Linked DNA regions of Mus musculus: region 1 is linked to region 2. A link is a contact called in public promoter capture Hi-C data. All regions are on one chromosome and are shown on one strand. The core of a region is the stretch at or near the end of the contact, and the rest is flanking DNA. Distances in the headings are between cores, read along the strand shown. Region 1 holds the start of Hddc2 (HD domain containing 2). Region 2 holds the start of Shprh (SNF2 histone linker PHD RING helicase).

The links. Promoter capture Hi-C pulls out the DNA fragments that hold promoters and counts their contacts.
Region 1: a promoter capture Hi-C map of pre-B cells shows a contact between it and region 2. The contact joins the promoter of Hddc2 here to the promoter of Shprh in region 2. A contact is called at or near these places in 1 of 39 promoter capture datasets (pre-B cells) and 1 of 484 Hi-C or Micro-C datasets (CD4 T cells).

Annotation. Positions count from the first base shown.
Region 1 is chr10:31,310,863-31,318,528 of GRCm38.p6, forward strand. It overlaps Hddc2 (HD domain containing 2), which reads left to right and starts at 2,543. Exons shown (of 6, transcript NM_027168.2): 1 at 2,543-2,621; 2 at 3,653-3,774; 3 at 5,431-5,533. The coding sequence starts at 2,553.
Region 2 is chr10:11,146,782-11,153,892 of GRCm38.p6, forward strand. It overlaps Shprh (SNF2 histone linker PHD RING helicase), which reads left to right and starts at 2,649. Exons shown (of 30, transcript NM_001077707.1): 1 at 2,649-2,805; 2 at 4,832-5,487. The coding sequence starts at 4,870.

The sequences.
Region 1 (7,666 bases), core at 1,293-3,792, about 20 Mb after region 2:
AGAATGGAGATTAAACTTTTAGTTAGGGTTTTTGTTTTTGTTTTTTGAGACAGAGGTTTTCTGTGTAGTTCCGACTGTCCAATAACTCACTCAGAAAAGGCTGTCATAGTACCAACTGGACCTAAACTCAGATAGTTGTTTGCCTCTGGCCCTGAGTGCTAGGATTAAAGGCATGTACCACCATGTGCCTAAAAAATAGGTTTTAAGAGAGCAAAGATAAAGGATCAGACTTTCACTGATAAATCCCTAGTACTAGTCTTTGGAATAAATTGTAGAATCAAGTGAATACATTGAATATTGACTTGAGTAGTTATTAAATTTCTGTGGTATGCAAACATCAACTAAATGGTCAACATTTAAAGGGACAAGTCAGTAGTTTTTCAGAGGTTTCTCCTGCCCAAGATTCCCCTGACGTGGAAAGCTGGAGCTTAGGTCCAGGTCAGAGTTCTCTCCATGCTATGCTGCTTGTCTCCTCTAGGGTCAGTAACTCACCTAAAAACTGCCTACAACTCTGCCGGCCTCTCAAAAAGCCTCACTACACACCCGAGGCAACACACACTTCTTACATCCCCGAGAACCACTGTGTTCCTTTGCAAGAGATCTTTAAGTAACACCAGTGTTTCAAGACATCTGTCACTCATGAGGTCTCTAGGTGTTTCCTCTGCTCCTATTCTAAGAAGAATGTTCTTTCACTGCTAAATCTTGATGTGAGTGATGGGTGCTGTCAGACCACAGTCTAAGAATGGAGTTGAGCAAGGGGAATCTTGAGTGCTTGTGAGAAAACTCCAAGAAAACAAGGCAAGAGTCTTATGACCACAGCTTCTTGAAACCCCAGAATCGTTCTTGGATTGTGTTTTTTGTACTCCTCCCAAGTATAATGGATAGGAGTGAGTTATTTCAGCTGATATTCTTCATGTGCATCTATGAAAAAAAACATTTTCTTGTCACATATGGCTTGTCTTTGTCATCAAATACTTTACTCATTTGAATCTTCTTAACCCTCAGAGTACAAATTGCTGGATGCTCTGACTAAAGAGCCCCTACTCTCCCAAGTTCACACTGTCAAACTAGGGTGGTGAGCAAGGTGCTATTTAAGATATTCTACTTCCATAAAGTCCTATTTATGATTTCCAGAAAGTTTTATACTCTAAAAAGCCACTTTCACAGGCATTTTTACTGCGATAACACCTGATTCAAACACTCTGATTAGAGTGACTAACAGTATGATTTATAGGGAGAAAGCAGATAGGGACTATATATAAAACCAGGAATAGGGCTTTCTACACCTAGGACCTTAGCATAGCAAGGCAGCCTGGTGGTGCTGGCATTTGAAGCTTGTGCTTTATAGATAACACAAACCACTCACCTACTTCAGTGCTGGAGAGCACTTGGGACCTCATGCACAGCTACACTACACTGCCAACTTTTCATTTCTTCTGTAGAGCTGACTTTAGAATCCTGGATGCTGCTCATGGATGCTACTTCAGTGCTGGAGAGCACTTGGGACCTCATGCACAGCTACACTATACTGCCAACTTTTCATTTCTTCTGTAGAGCTGACTTTAGAATCCTGGATGCTGCTCATGGATGCTGCCTCAGGGTTCTGTAGAATCTACTGAGCAACATTCTATACCAACATTATGCTATGATGACTATACATTTTCTAGTATAGTTCCCGGTATAGTATTCGGGCTCATATGGAAGAGGTGGTAGGTATATCAAGTAGTGAGAAACGAGAACAGACAATGGTTCATTAGAACCATCACCTTTTAGGGCCCTGTAAATAAATAAACCTACTTTGTTACAAATAAAATTGGAATTCCTTTTTATTTCTCTTTCTTCTTGAATCTTATTCATATCCTCGACTCCCTCTGCTTGAATTTGTCCATATCCATTAACTGCATTTAAAAGTTTGTACCATCAAATTGTCAATGGAAACTAGTCAGGTAGTCCTGGAAGATCCTGATCAGTTTCCTGGCAGAATGGATGCTTGTGGTTTCACCATGGGCTTCCTCTTACTAGCCCATTTCCTGCTTCCTCCAAAGTTTCCTGGTATGTCTGCCAAGCATTGCCTCCCTTCACAGGCTTGCCCAGTGCCTTTGTTAAACTGGTTAAGCGAAGCTTCTTATAGCTAGCTCTTCCTGCCAATCAGACACTGGGCTTCTAAGAAGCAAGGTTTGCAGGCATTATCCAGCTTCATCCTCCTTAGGCCTTTCTGCCCTTAGCGTCAAGCTGCGATTCCTGTGAAAGTTGATGGTTACTTGGGCAGAGACCATCCAAAGTCTGAGCACAGACCTTAGTACAGAGAAAGTGCTCTACCAAAGGAGGAAGTGGGGCTGTGAGGAGGAGCCAAAGGGTGGGGAGGAGCTGAAGGAGGGCGGGGAGGAGCTGAAGGAGGGCGGGGAGGAGCTGAAGGAGGGCGGGGAGGAGCTGAAGAAGGGCGGGGAGGAGCTGAAGGAGGGCGGGGAGGAGCTGAAGGAGGGCGGGGAGGAGCTGAAGGGGAATGGGGAGGGGCTTGAGGTTGACACCGCCCAGCTCTTATGCACTTCAGCATGGCTTTGGCCTCGTCCGGCTCTGGAGCCGGGCTGTTGCGTTTTCTGCGTCTAGTTGGGCAGCTCAAGGTGAGCGGGTGGGATCGGCTTGGCCGGGAGGCGGTGCGGCCCAGCTCAGGCACCGACCTCACGCAACCTCCCTCGCTCAGCCCGGCGTTGCTGGCGGGTACGCAGCCGAGGCTGGACCGGGGACTCGTGCACGCTCCATGCCCAGCGCGGCCACAACCCAGGCCATGGCGATGCTGCGGAGCGGCAGCGGAAGGCAGGAGCCGAAACCCCTGCACGTAGGCTGTGGAAACCTTCCTCTATCACCGTGACTTCCGGAACTGTTGGTTTCAGTAAATCGGTTTCAGCGTGCACCAGCCCTTGCTTGGCAGAGCTTGTGCAGAGCCCCCTTTGTTCCAAGATGAGCTGTTCTGTAACACTGCGACTATTTGTGAAATTCGTTAGATGCATAGAACTCCCAGAGAAAATGCAGACTTACACAGGTTGAGAAGTAGTGAAAGGCTTGACTGCCATGGAAACTCCTCCAAGCCATCTGAGTTAGAATTGGAGAGTCTGTCACATGTTGCATGTACAAAATATTCTATTATTGTATGAAATGAGTTTTTGGACGGCACAAACCTACTACTCTCATAGTTAGGAATAATACTGGGGCTTTGCTTTGCATTTTTCCTAACTACACCACAGATGAACAGCACAGGCTGGCAGCCTGGAACTTGGGTCTTCACCTGTTGAGTTCTTAGATTCCAGGCGTGTACCACCAGGCGTACCACCAGTTTTGCTTTTATGTCTAAAAACTTTTTGTGTATTATCCCATAGTTATACTTCACTAGCACAGAGTAAAGACTATTGGACTTTTGTATACTTTTGAACATTTTTGTATATTTGTGAATTGTCCACTCACTAGTGAGATTTCAGATTTTTATCGATATGATTAGTTTAAATGAAACATTTTTAAAAAAATAGGTTTGAAACCACGACTCAGCTGACATGTGGCTCTGTGGCCATTCTCTGGCATTTTCTTGAAGAGCACCTGTCATTTTTTGTTGTTGTTCCCAGGGATAGTGTTTTGTTTAATTCCTTATCTTATTTATTAGAGAGTTCCACGGACTGGCTGGGTATACAGAAATGTCGAAAAGCCAGAAAGCGTGTCAGATCACATGTACCGGATGGCAGTTATGGCCATGGTGACCAGAGATGACCGTCTTAACAAGGATAGGTAAGTTATTTGAACATTGATGCTTATGAAGGTTTCTGGACTCTGTGTGAGGATGACTTCAGTTGTAAACTATAGTAAGTTTTCTGTTACATTCTGCGTTGGTCTCAGGGGAAACAAGTGAGAAGTTAGGGCCTTAAAGGGTGAATATGTGTGAATTGTATCTTTGCATTAATTAGTATTTACTTGGCTTTGAACTATCTGCTTTTATGAATAATGATAGCCATTTCTGAGGCCATATTGTTGAACTAGTGTGGCAATAACTACATAGGAGCTATAAAGAGTTAGCATCTCTTTAGATCATCAGCAAGTTTTTGTTTTTGTTCTTTTTAATGCTTGATAATCACAAGACAAGAGTTTACAAAGAAGACAGCAAATGAATTGCACAGGACTGATGTGGCTTCAATAAAAATTACAAAATAAGTTAGGGTAGGAAATTAGCCAGTTGTTCCAGTAGCAGGGAAGATCTCATGTTCTTGGTTGGTCTTCACGGGTTAGATGGCATCTGAGCTAAGTGACATAGGTTAAGAAGTAGGGAAAGGCTTTGCATATAGAGTGTCCAGAAACAAAATCCTGGTGGTGAGAAGGTAATGGAGTACTTTGGGGAATAAAAGGAAGTAAGGTTGACTACAGGGATGTTTTTGGGGAGCCCAGCAAGTCCTGTTGCTCTGCAGATAGAGTAGAACTTAGGGAACTTAGAAACAAAAACCACAAGACAAAAATGAAAAGTCAATTGGAGATATGAATGAAGTTGGTTAGAGATTTTGACCTGGACCAGAAAAAAAAAAAATGGAGGTGGGAAACCTAGGAGGCTTTGAGACCCTTTGTTGAGTATTAAGACTGAAAAATGCCAGCCATTCTGGGGCACCTGCCTCATTATTTGCACCTGCCATTCTGATGATTATTCTCATAGCCATGAGTTAAATGATCAGTATGGAATGAGAACATTATTTAATGTAATTTTCATGTCTCCCCTATGAAGTACTTCCCTCTATCCCCTGTTAGTGATTCTGGGCATCACACTCAGGACCTTGTGCATGGTAGGCCAGTACACTACAAGCTGTAAGGTCAGTAGCCTTACCATACAAATTCAAAACCCTGTCAGTTCAGCTGCATCCATTACCATATATATTGACTGTTTTGGCAATAGGACATTGGAGTTCTAAATTTTGTGTAAGTAAAACATCTCCTGACTTTGTGGAACCTCCTAAAATGAGCATTTGTAAAATCAGCCATTTTTTTTAAAAGTCAGTTTATCCTATACTCTGTTAGACCATACAGATAGATAGTATTGTGTTAAGTATTTATAAGCAATTCTGATTCAGTACTAATATAGGTTGGTAGAGTATAATTAGTTTAGAAAGTATCGTATTAAAATAGTCTATGGGGGAGAGAAAGAAAAATATATTATTAAGCTTAAAAATAGTATAGAGGGCTGGAGAGATTAGCTCAGTAATTAAGAGTACTGACTGCTCTTCCCCAGGTCTGCGTTGAATTTCCAGCACCCACATGGTGGTTCACAACCGTCTGTAATGGGATCAGATGGTGTGTCTGAAGACAATGGTAGTTTGTTAACATACATTTAAAAAGATAGTGTAGAAAGGATACTTATAGTGAATGTGATTTTGTGTAATTATTCAACATTTCTTGCCTGGTCAGATGTATACGCCTAGCCCTGGTTCACGATATGGCAGAATGCATCGTTGGGGACATAGCACCCGCAGATAACATCCCTAAAGAAGAGAAACACAGGAGAGAAGAGGTCAGTGCTGTTTATCGACTCTGTAAAAGACCTCACGGAGGACCTGTCCCCTAAGCAAATCCATTCACTAGCCCTGTTGCAGTATAGGAGGACACTACCTAGCCAGTCTCAGAAGGGGGAGATTGGAGAGGATGTCTGTTGAGATTTAGGGCCTAAGTGTTCAGATGGAGCTCAACTTATGACAGTCAACTAGCTGAGTCTGTATAGAGCTGAGTCTGTATAGAGTTTGTAGACAACTAGCTGAATCTGTATGGAGTTTGAAGACAACTAGCTGTGTATGTATACTTTGTAGACATCTAGTTTAGTTTGTATAGAGTTAGTAGACAACTAGCTGAGTATGTATAGAGTTTAGTACTTAATAGCTTAGACTTTGTGGGACTAATGACGAGAGGTTTTCAAGAAAGTCTTGCAGTAGGTTGTCCATACTGAGTGTTTTTAGAAAGTTAACGGTCTTCTCTAAGCAAGGGTTTCTTTACCACAGAATTGGTTTTGGCTTATCCCCCTCCTACCCCCCCCCCCATTGTTTAGTGTAAGAATAGGACTATATGCCTGTTCCCCCTGTGTTTGACTCAGGAACAGATGGTCATATTGGTTTTCTATTTTCTTTTCTCTCTTTCTTTTGCTTCTTTAGGACAGACAGGCTTTCTCTGTGTAGCCCCAGCTGTCCTCAAACTCACTCTGTAGACCAGGCTGGCCTTCAAGTCAGAGACTCTCCTGTCTCTGCCTCCCAAGTGTTCAGATTAAAGGTGTGCACCACCACCACCTGGCTTTTAAGCCTATAGCACCTGGTATTCCCAGGCAGTCTCCCATCCAAATACTAGCCAGGCCGGCCTCTGTTCTAAAATCAGACAAAATGGGGCATGTTCAGGGTCATATGACAGTAGACAGGCTTCAGTCTTCTTAGTATGTATAGATAAACGGCATGGCTTTCGTTAGAATAGAAGAAATAGCTGGGACTTAACTCAATGTGTGGAAATTATCTTCCCCATCACAGGTAATCTATTGGGAGAGAAATTCTCTAGATCACAAATATATTCATTATTACAATTACTGTTTAGTAAAATTTTAAGTTAGCCCTGTAGAGGCTAGAACTTTAAAAAGTTAAAAAAAAATTGCTTTCACAGAAATAAAAAGCTTTCATAAGATACTAAATTAGGGTCAGTGGAAGCTACAAACTCTGAGGCCAGGGCTGGAAAGAGACATTTTTGAGGCAGATGCAGAAAAACACAGGAAGAAGGCTCCCTTAATCCCTTCCTCCTCCACCTCTGACTCTTTCATCCTTACAGCGAAGAAGGGGTGGAATCGCTTACTGCAAACGACTCGACTCATGAGCCTGTGAAGTTGGTCTTAAGTCATTTAGTAAGGAAGCTCTTATCAAGATGGCTTAATACAGAAGGTAGGTTTAAGAAGCTATTTTCAAAGCTGGTGGAGACTAGAGCTAAAGTCCCAAAGAAGAAAGAAGATGCCATACAGAACTGGAACTAATTTAGGTTCAAACCACGCTAAACTACCTTGGAAATGTTATAAGACTGGGTCGTCTGTCCATCTTCCTCCCAAAGGACAGGTTCAAACTATAGCTTGTGCATCATGAGAGAAGGAAATATTTCTCAGTATAGGTCTGGACTGTTGTGAAAAAAAAAAAAAAAAAAAAAAAAAAAACCTTAGTTTGCTTGACAGAATTCATACAGAAAGAAAGCAATCTGCTGCAATTCTCAGTTACAGAGAGGAATTGGCACTTGAACCAGAGGATGATGGGTAATGAAGTGTGATCTAGAGTAAGAGGATGGAGAAGAAAGGCCTGGTTGGTGAAGCTTGGTGGAGGACATTGGTTTCATGTCTGTATAAATACAGACATTAAAGTGAAAAATCATGCTGAAGATTGCTGTGGACAGAGGAGCTGACATGGGGAAATGTGCCAGGAAAGGAGATACACTGTCACTCTGGAAGGGCATGAGGGTTTTCTCCACAGAGAGCATGCCAGGCCCTTCTCAAGAGGAATTGTAGACATAGTAAAGGTAGCACAGCTGCCAGAGGTGGAGGAACATAATGACTCCTGACAGGATGGGTCCTGCTTAGTGTCGCCTGGGGGAGGAGCACAAGGTTCCGAACGTCCATGGTGCTTGCTGCTCTCTT
Region 2 (7,111 bases), core at 1,399-3,898:
GTAGACATTTAATCTCATTTAAGAACCTACTGAGGAGCCCAGAAACTTGGCAGGGCCTAAAAGAAATAGAGCTAATATTTAATTTTGCTATGTCTCCCGGGAACTGACTTAACACACTGGTGGTAGAGTCAGCATGCACTGTTATTCTGCAGGATGGTGGCTTTGTAAAGGCTCTTCCATTCCCTGCCAAGCAGCAGTTTCCACCAACATACTGTTTCAAAGCCTTTGGGGTATCATATTCACTCTCAAAGTGTTATGCCATTATTTTTGTAATTATAAATGTCATGCTTGAGGCCTTTAGAAAAGATTAAGAATATTTTACTTGTAGCTATCAAATTAGCATCACAAATATTCTTTCACAGGTATCAAAAATTCATCTGCAATACTCCCATTGCTTAAAGTTCTGAGGTAGTTGGGAAAACATGCCTTAGGAGGCGGCTTAGGGTTTCCGTTCCTGTGAAGAGATACTATGACCAAGACAACATTTACAAGGTAAACATTTAATTGGGGCTGGCTTACAGGTTCAGCGGTTCAGTACATTATCATCATAGTAGGAAGCCTGATAGTGTTCAGACAGGCATGGTGCTGGAGAAGGAGCTGAGAGCTCTACATCTTAATTAGAAGGCAGCCACCAGAGACTGTGTCTTGCAGGAGGCAGAGCTTGAGCGCTAGCAGATGGTTTGCTCATGTGGCTTATGGGGGGAAAAGCATCCTTGTAACCTAAAAGTATAAACTGAAACAGTAAATGATGGAGAAGAAACTGTAAAGCTTTATCAGGAGAAAGAGAGCTAAGATTGGTTATGGGGTGGGAAGGCAGAGCAGTACAGAGTAAGCAAACCTCTTATGGAAGAACATGGCCTATAGGACTTCCACAGCTAAGGAGAAATCGGTGAGTGGCTTTAAACTTTAATTACAGGATGACTTTCTTCTGGGGAAATAATTCAACTGTTGACTTTAGGTTGGAGGTAAATACTAAAGCTGTAAAGGTTCTGTGGCTCTTAAAAAGTGTATTGCACGTCCCCCTTGATGGCAGATTATCTGCTTAATAAGTGTTTTCACCGAATATTTTGAGCTCATTGTTGAGATACACTGCTCAGAAAATTAAAAATATATACATTATTTTCAAATTATTGCTTCTAGGTTAATGTACCTAGTTACCCCAAAGCTTCAGTGCAGGTGTCTAGTGAGATTGATATTCTTTTCATGGCCATGGAGCAAGGAGTCACTTTGGTTGTTACATCTTTTTGTTTAAGAAATACATTCTAGGGAGATAGCGGAGAGTGAGCTCAGAGGTTATGAGATCACTCTTCTCTTGCACAAGATCTGAGTTCAGCTCTGAGCACCCATATTGTGTGGCTCAGCCTTGTCGGATAGAGTAGTGATCTCTTTCTTTGCAAACCAGAACTTGTGTTTATTTTTAACACGTTTCTATAGGTGCCTCCTCTTCTGCCAGCCAGGAGCTTGACTGAGCAGCCATCAGCTTCAAAGCAAATCCTCTATCAAGAGAAAGGTACTGTGCTGAGAATTCAGTCAAAATATTTAAACATTTTGATATTTATACTCTGTTTAGACATGATGTATACTTACTGGACCACAACACAGAAACCAGAAAAAAAAATTAAAATTTTCTTAATTGCAATATTTATCACTATGGACTGGATCCAAGCCTAGCTTAGACATGATACAACACACCTGTATTGTTTCCAAACAAGGCAGCTGAGTTATATGAAAAGTGGGGATTCACGTGTAAGATCTGAGTGTGTCCAATAAGTCGGTTCTCCTGTCTGTACTATCATTAGATTATTTACCATCTACTAGGTGGTAAGACACAGTATTTTCATGAACAGATGTCTCACAACAGGGAATTTCCAGAAAGCCAAATAACAAGCGAACCTTTTCCTCCCCTGGAATTAGCTCTGGTGATTACAAAACAACCAAACAAACAAACAAAAAAAAAAATTACTCCACAGAAAAAAATTCGAAGGACATACAAAGCACTTGGTAAACACACTATTGAAATCCTCAGAGGAGAGACTTTTATGTCTACTGAAGATAGAATTCTCCCTTTGGAAAAGATACTGGGAGGCCTGCTTCAGCATAGCTGTATAATTTTTTTTCTCTTAAAACGTTTAAACATTTAAAGCCTTAGTAATTTTCTTGGCAAGAATAAATTTCTCTCTGGCTTCATTTTTCTCAGTTCCTTTTGAAGACATCGTCTCTGCCTTTTTTTTTTTTTTTTTTTTTTTTCCTTAGCAGATCGAATTCTTTTGGTTTAGTGGATTAATTGTATATTTGTTTGGGTATTATAATTGCTCAGCATCGTGAATTCCGTTTTATGTAACTTTCTGCCTTTTTATGAAAACCACAACTCACATCAAGCCTACCGCTCTGGCAAAGAGCCCCGCCCTCTCTGGCAAGAGGTCCCGCCCCTTCTTTCGGGCCCCGCCCATCCTGCATTTGCTAAAGCCACGGGAGGCGGGGAAAAGAGAGAGGCACAACCACCGCGAGACTTAAACCGTCTTCTACCGGGACCTCAGGGACGGGACATGCGCAGAGGTGCTTTTTGAAGCCAACACCGGAAAGAGGGGCGGAGCGTCCCGACTGGTCCTGCGCGTTCGCCTGGAGCGAGCGCTCCTGCTGGCCTCCTCAGCTGGCGCTGGCGGCTTCCGGCCTGGGTGCCAGGCTTCACCCAGCGTGCAGCGCGCATGCGCAACTCCCGCAGGTGAGTGTGGCGACTGTGGGCCCGGGATCTGCAGCCTGCGAGGAGGGCCGGGCCCGGCGACAGGTGCCTGCAGAGCGGCTGAGGTAGGTGAGGGTGCGTGCGGGCTCTGGGGTTAGAGTCGCGGCGGAGGGAGGCTGGCTCTGCGCGTCAGGGAAACTCCGAGGGCTCCTGCGCAGCTCCGGGATCCGGAGTGATCGGCCCTGCGAGGCCCCGCGGCTCGGCCCCAGCCCGGACGTGGGCCGAGCCCTTCTCGCGTGGGACGGGTGCTTGCTGCCCACGCTTGCGTGCTGAGGCCCTGTCACGAGCTGTCCCTCCGGCTCCTTCTTCGAGGATAACTTGCCTTGCAGGCTGGCGGTGCGTGGGACGACAGGTAGCTGGGAGGGATGCAGAGGCCGCCAAGTTAGGCTGGCAAACTCTCAAGCATTACAGTCGCCTGCAGAAGCGCCCTGGCTCCTGTGCATTGTGTGCACTTTGACGCTGCAGGTAGCGCTAGGTTGGTGAACGAAGATGTTGGTTTCTGGTTAAGGTACCCTGTGGGAGGAACGGTATTGTTTACAGTCTTGCCTTTTCACCGTGGTGCCTTTTAATCCACTTGGCTTGAATTTATCATGGCAAGTCTATGTTTTTCTCCTACGTGTTTGCCTTTGCTCCTGTATTTGCCTAGGTCCCATGATCGCTAACACCACTTTATTCTTTGTCTAAGCTTTTACTCTTTGTCTCAGTTAGGGTTTTACTCCCGTGAATAGACACCATGACCAAGGCAAGTCTTATAAAGGATGACATTTAATTGGCACTGGCTTACAGGTTCTGAGGTTCAGTCCATTGTCATCAAGGTGGGAGCATGGCAGCATCCAGGCAGGCATGGTGCAGAAGATGCTTAGAACTCCACATCTTCATCTGAAGCCTGCTAGCAGAATACTGGCTTCCAGGCAGCTCTTGCAGTCACACACTTACTGCAACAAGGCCACACCTATTCCAATTGGTCCAAACCTTTGAATAGTGATACTCCCTGCCAATCACACTGTTAATCCATAAAACTAGTGTGTGTGTGTGTGTGTGTGTGTGTGTGTGTGTGTTCTTCCCTCCTCTGTATAAGGATCGATCGAAGTTTTGTTAACGCTTTGGGATTGTCAAGCTCATTGGAATTAAAAGAGCAGTGGTGTGGGGTTAAATACAACTAACATGTGAGACAGGCATTTATTTCTGATGTAGTGAGAGGTTTGTCTTCCTAGTTGTTGGCCATCAAGTATAGTATTATAATTTGTCTTCTTTAATGGGATTGTTTCTTAACTGAAAATTTCTACCAAACATGAGTGAAACTGTCACAGCATTTGATACATGAGATCATGGTTAAAGTGTTTCTTACCTGTTAGTTTTGTCCTTGAGGTGACCAATTACCAATCCCTTCTGATGGGAAGACACAGTGGGGTGTTCTTGTTGCAGCAGCTTGGTCACACCTTGTTGCTCACACCTGGGTAGATAAGAAAACAGACAGGATAGGAAACAAGACTGGTCCCCCAGGCTCAGCAACCAGCATCGGACTCCCTACTCCTAGGCCCCATCTCAGTTCTGACATGTAATCTGTGAGGAGCTTTTATAGCCAAAGCACAGCAGCTATTACTTGACTTAAGTCTTCTTATCAATTTACCTATTTTGAAGAGTTCACATTATATAACAGACTTAAGTTTTGTGTAAGGGCTACTGAGGAATGTGCCTAGTATCACAGGGTTATTGTTAAGATAAGGAACTGGGTTAGGATGTGCTTCATGAAATGAGGATATTTTCACTGTGAATGAAAGTCAGAGTCTTGTGTGTGAGAGTCCTAGAAAATATCCAGTAGAGGAGTGAGGCCCAGCCTAGGTTTGTGCACATTAGGGCTGTAAGCCTGAATATTGCAATGTTTATGTTTTTGTTTGGAACTATTTCCTCATAAAAGATATATCACCTCAGTGTTGGTAACCTTCACAGCAGATGTACATTGTTAATTTTCCTGGAGTCTAGATTTGCAGTTAGCCAGAGGCTTTAACCAGACTTGACTGTATGGACTCTATTCTCTTAGTTTTCCTGTCTTTATCCTGCCTCACACCAACTATTCCATTTGTCATTTAGAATTCACATTTACTTATCAAGAAAGTGGAAGCGTGAAAATGAGCAGCCGAAGGAAACGTGCTCCCCCGATGAAGGTCGATGAAGAAAGGCAACAGCAGCTTCACTGGAACATGCATGAGGACCTGAGGAGTGAGCCGCTCACCATGACGGTCGGGGAACAGGCCTGTTCAGATGCAGACTCTTCTTCTGATTGCATCATCATCGATGAAGGCCCTCCTGAGAGTGCACTTCACAGAGATAAGAAGAGGCGTTCAGAGACTGTGAGCGTCTTAGAGGCCACCGAGGAAGAGACCCGTTTGTCTGTGACTTTGAATGTTACAGTTTCTCCCTATCGTGTGGATAATTCTTGGAAAGCATTTCTGGGAGATTTTGCTCTTCAGCTTCTCCCCAAAGAGAGTTTAGTTGAACATTTTTCTGAAAGGACTTTTACATTGAGTCCTTCAGAGTCAAGCAGTCAGTTCCTGATCTATGTTCATTCAGAATGTAAAAATGTAGAGAAACAAGAAAATGTTCTTGAAGGATCAGCCGGTGTTTGTAGCAAGGGAATCCGAGTGGAATCCTCCTTCAGTAGTGACATGTTACAGGATTTGGCCTGGCTACAGAAGAGAAGAGGAATAAAACTCTACCAGAGACCAGACGGCACTCACACAATCAAGGTACTCAGGGTCTGTGGTGTTGTGTAAGGTTCTACACTGGTAATTCATTGATGTTAACTTTGAAAGTCTCAAAACCCAGCAGTAAGCCCCCGTTATTAAGTTTCAAAGAATAACTTTGTATGGGGCTTTAAGTAACTGTAAAACTGTGTCTTCCTGCCAGTCCCAACTAGCCAGGCTGTGCTTCCCTAAGGAGACTCTCCTGGTTTTCTCTTCCTGCCTCTGTGCTCTGTTAACTGCTTTGGTTCTCACCATCTTGCATTATAATACCTTCTATTTTCAAATCTTTCATCTATTTTGTTTCAGAAATGGTGTATTTGAAATGTGACTTAATTTCCTGATTGTAAAACTTAAGTGTAACCTTGCTATTCTGACTTAACAACTTGCTATCATATGTCATGAATTTTACCCTTTGTCACTATTTTTTTATTTGGTTCCTGAAATTCCAAAATTTGTCTCCCAAACATATTCTGTCCTTCTGTCTGTGCTTTTTTTGGTTTCCTCTTCCCCATCTCTGATAGTCCATTCAGAAAGAATGCATGGATGCATAGAGAAGGTTTTTAAGTCCCAGGCATGGTACTACATATCCTTGCCCAGTGTATCTATTTTCTTTTTTCTTTTGGCTACTTGTGATGGTTTGTATATGCTTGGTCCAGGGAGTGGCATTATTAGGAGGTGTGACCTTGTTGGAGTAGGTGTGTCACTGTGGGTGTGGGCTTTAAAACCCTAGTCCTAGCTACCTGGAAGCAAGTCTTCTCATGTTTGCCTTTGGAACTAGATGTAGAACTCTCAGCTCCTCCCCCATCATGCCTGCCTGGATGCTGCCATACTCCTCCCTTGATGATAATGGACTGAACCTCTGAACCTGTAAGCCAGCCCCAATTGAATGTTGTTCTTATAAGAGTTGCCTTGGTCATGGTGTCTGTTTACAGCAGTAAAACCCTAAGACACTGCTTGAAACACACTAAAGGCGGAAAGAAAAACCCTAAGAAATTGTTTCATCTTTGTGTCACTGAAATGTTTTTCTTATTTCTCAAAAGAAATTATATCTGTAGGCTAATTATTATTTCTGAGGAGATCTGGTGTGTTTAGGGTGGAATGGCCATAGATTTATTTCTGACTAACCTAAAGAATAAGAGAACATTTAAAAGCATTATACAGCAATTAACTTTTTCCTGGACAGTGGATCTCAACCTTGCAATTCCCTGCCTACTGATTTTGAGGACCAGAATTTTGCTGAGAGCAGGAAAGTAAGAAATCATAGCCTATGTGTCTGTATTCTACCCTTAAAACCATGTCGTAATGTCTTCCATTTTCCCTGACCTTGATTGGGCTAAGTATGTAAATATTTAAGCCATCTCCAGGTGAACAGAATGCAAATATGAACGGTTCTGAAATGGAATCTTTGCCACTTGTTCCAGTGTAATGTTGCTGGATTCTTAAAATTTCAGCAGAAAAAATGAAGGATTTCAGTCATTAGGGAATTAGCCCAGGATTGCTGGAGAAATGAAGAAAATGCATTGTTTGCCATTAGAAATCTTAAAAATTAAACTATTTAGACTACTTCATAGACTTTCCATTTTAAAAATAAAAACATATGAGGCTAAATAAAAGTTATGTTTCCTAA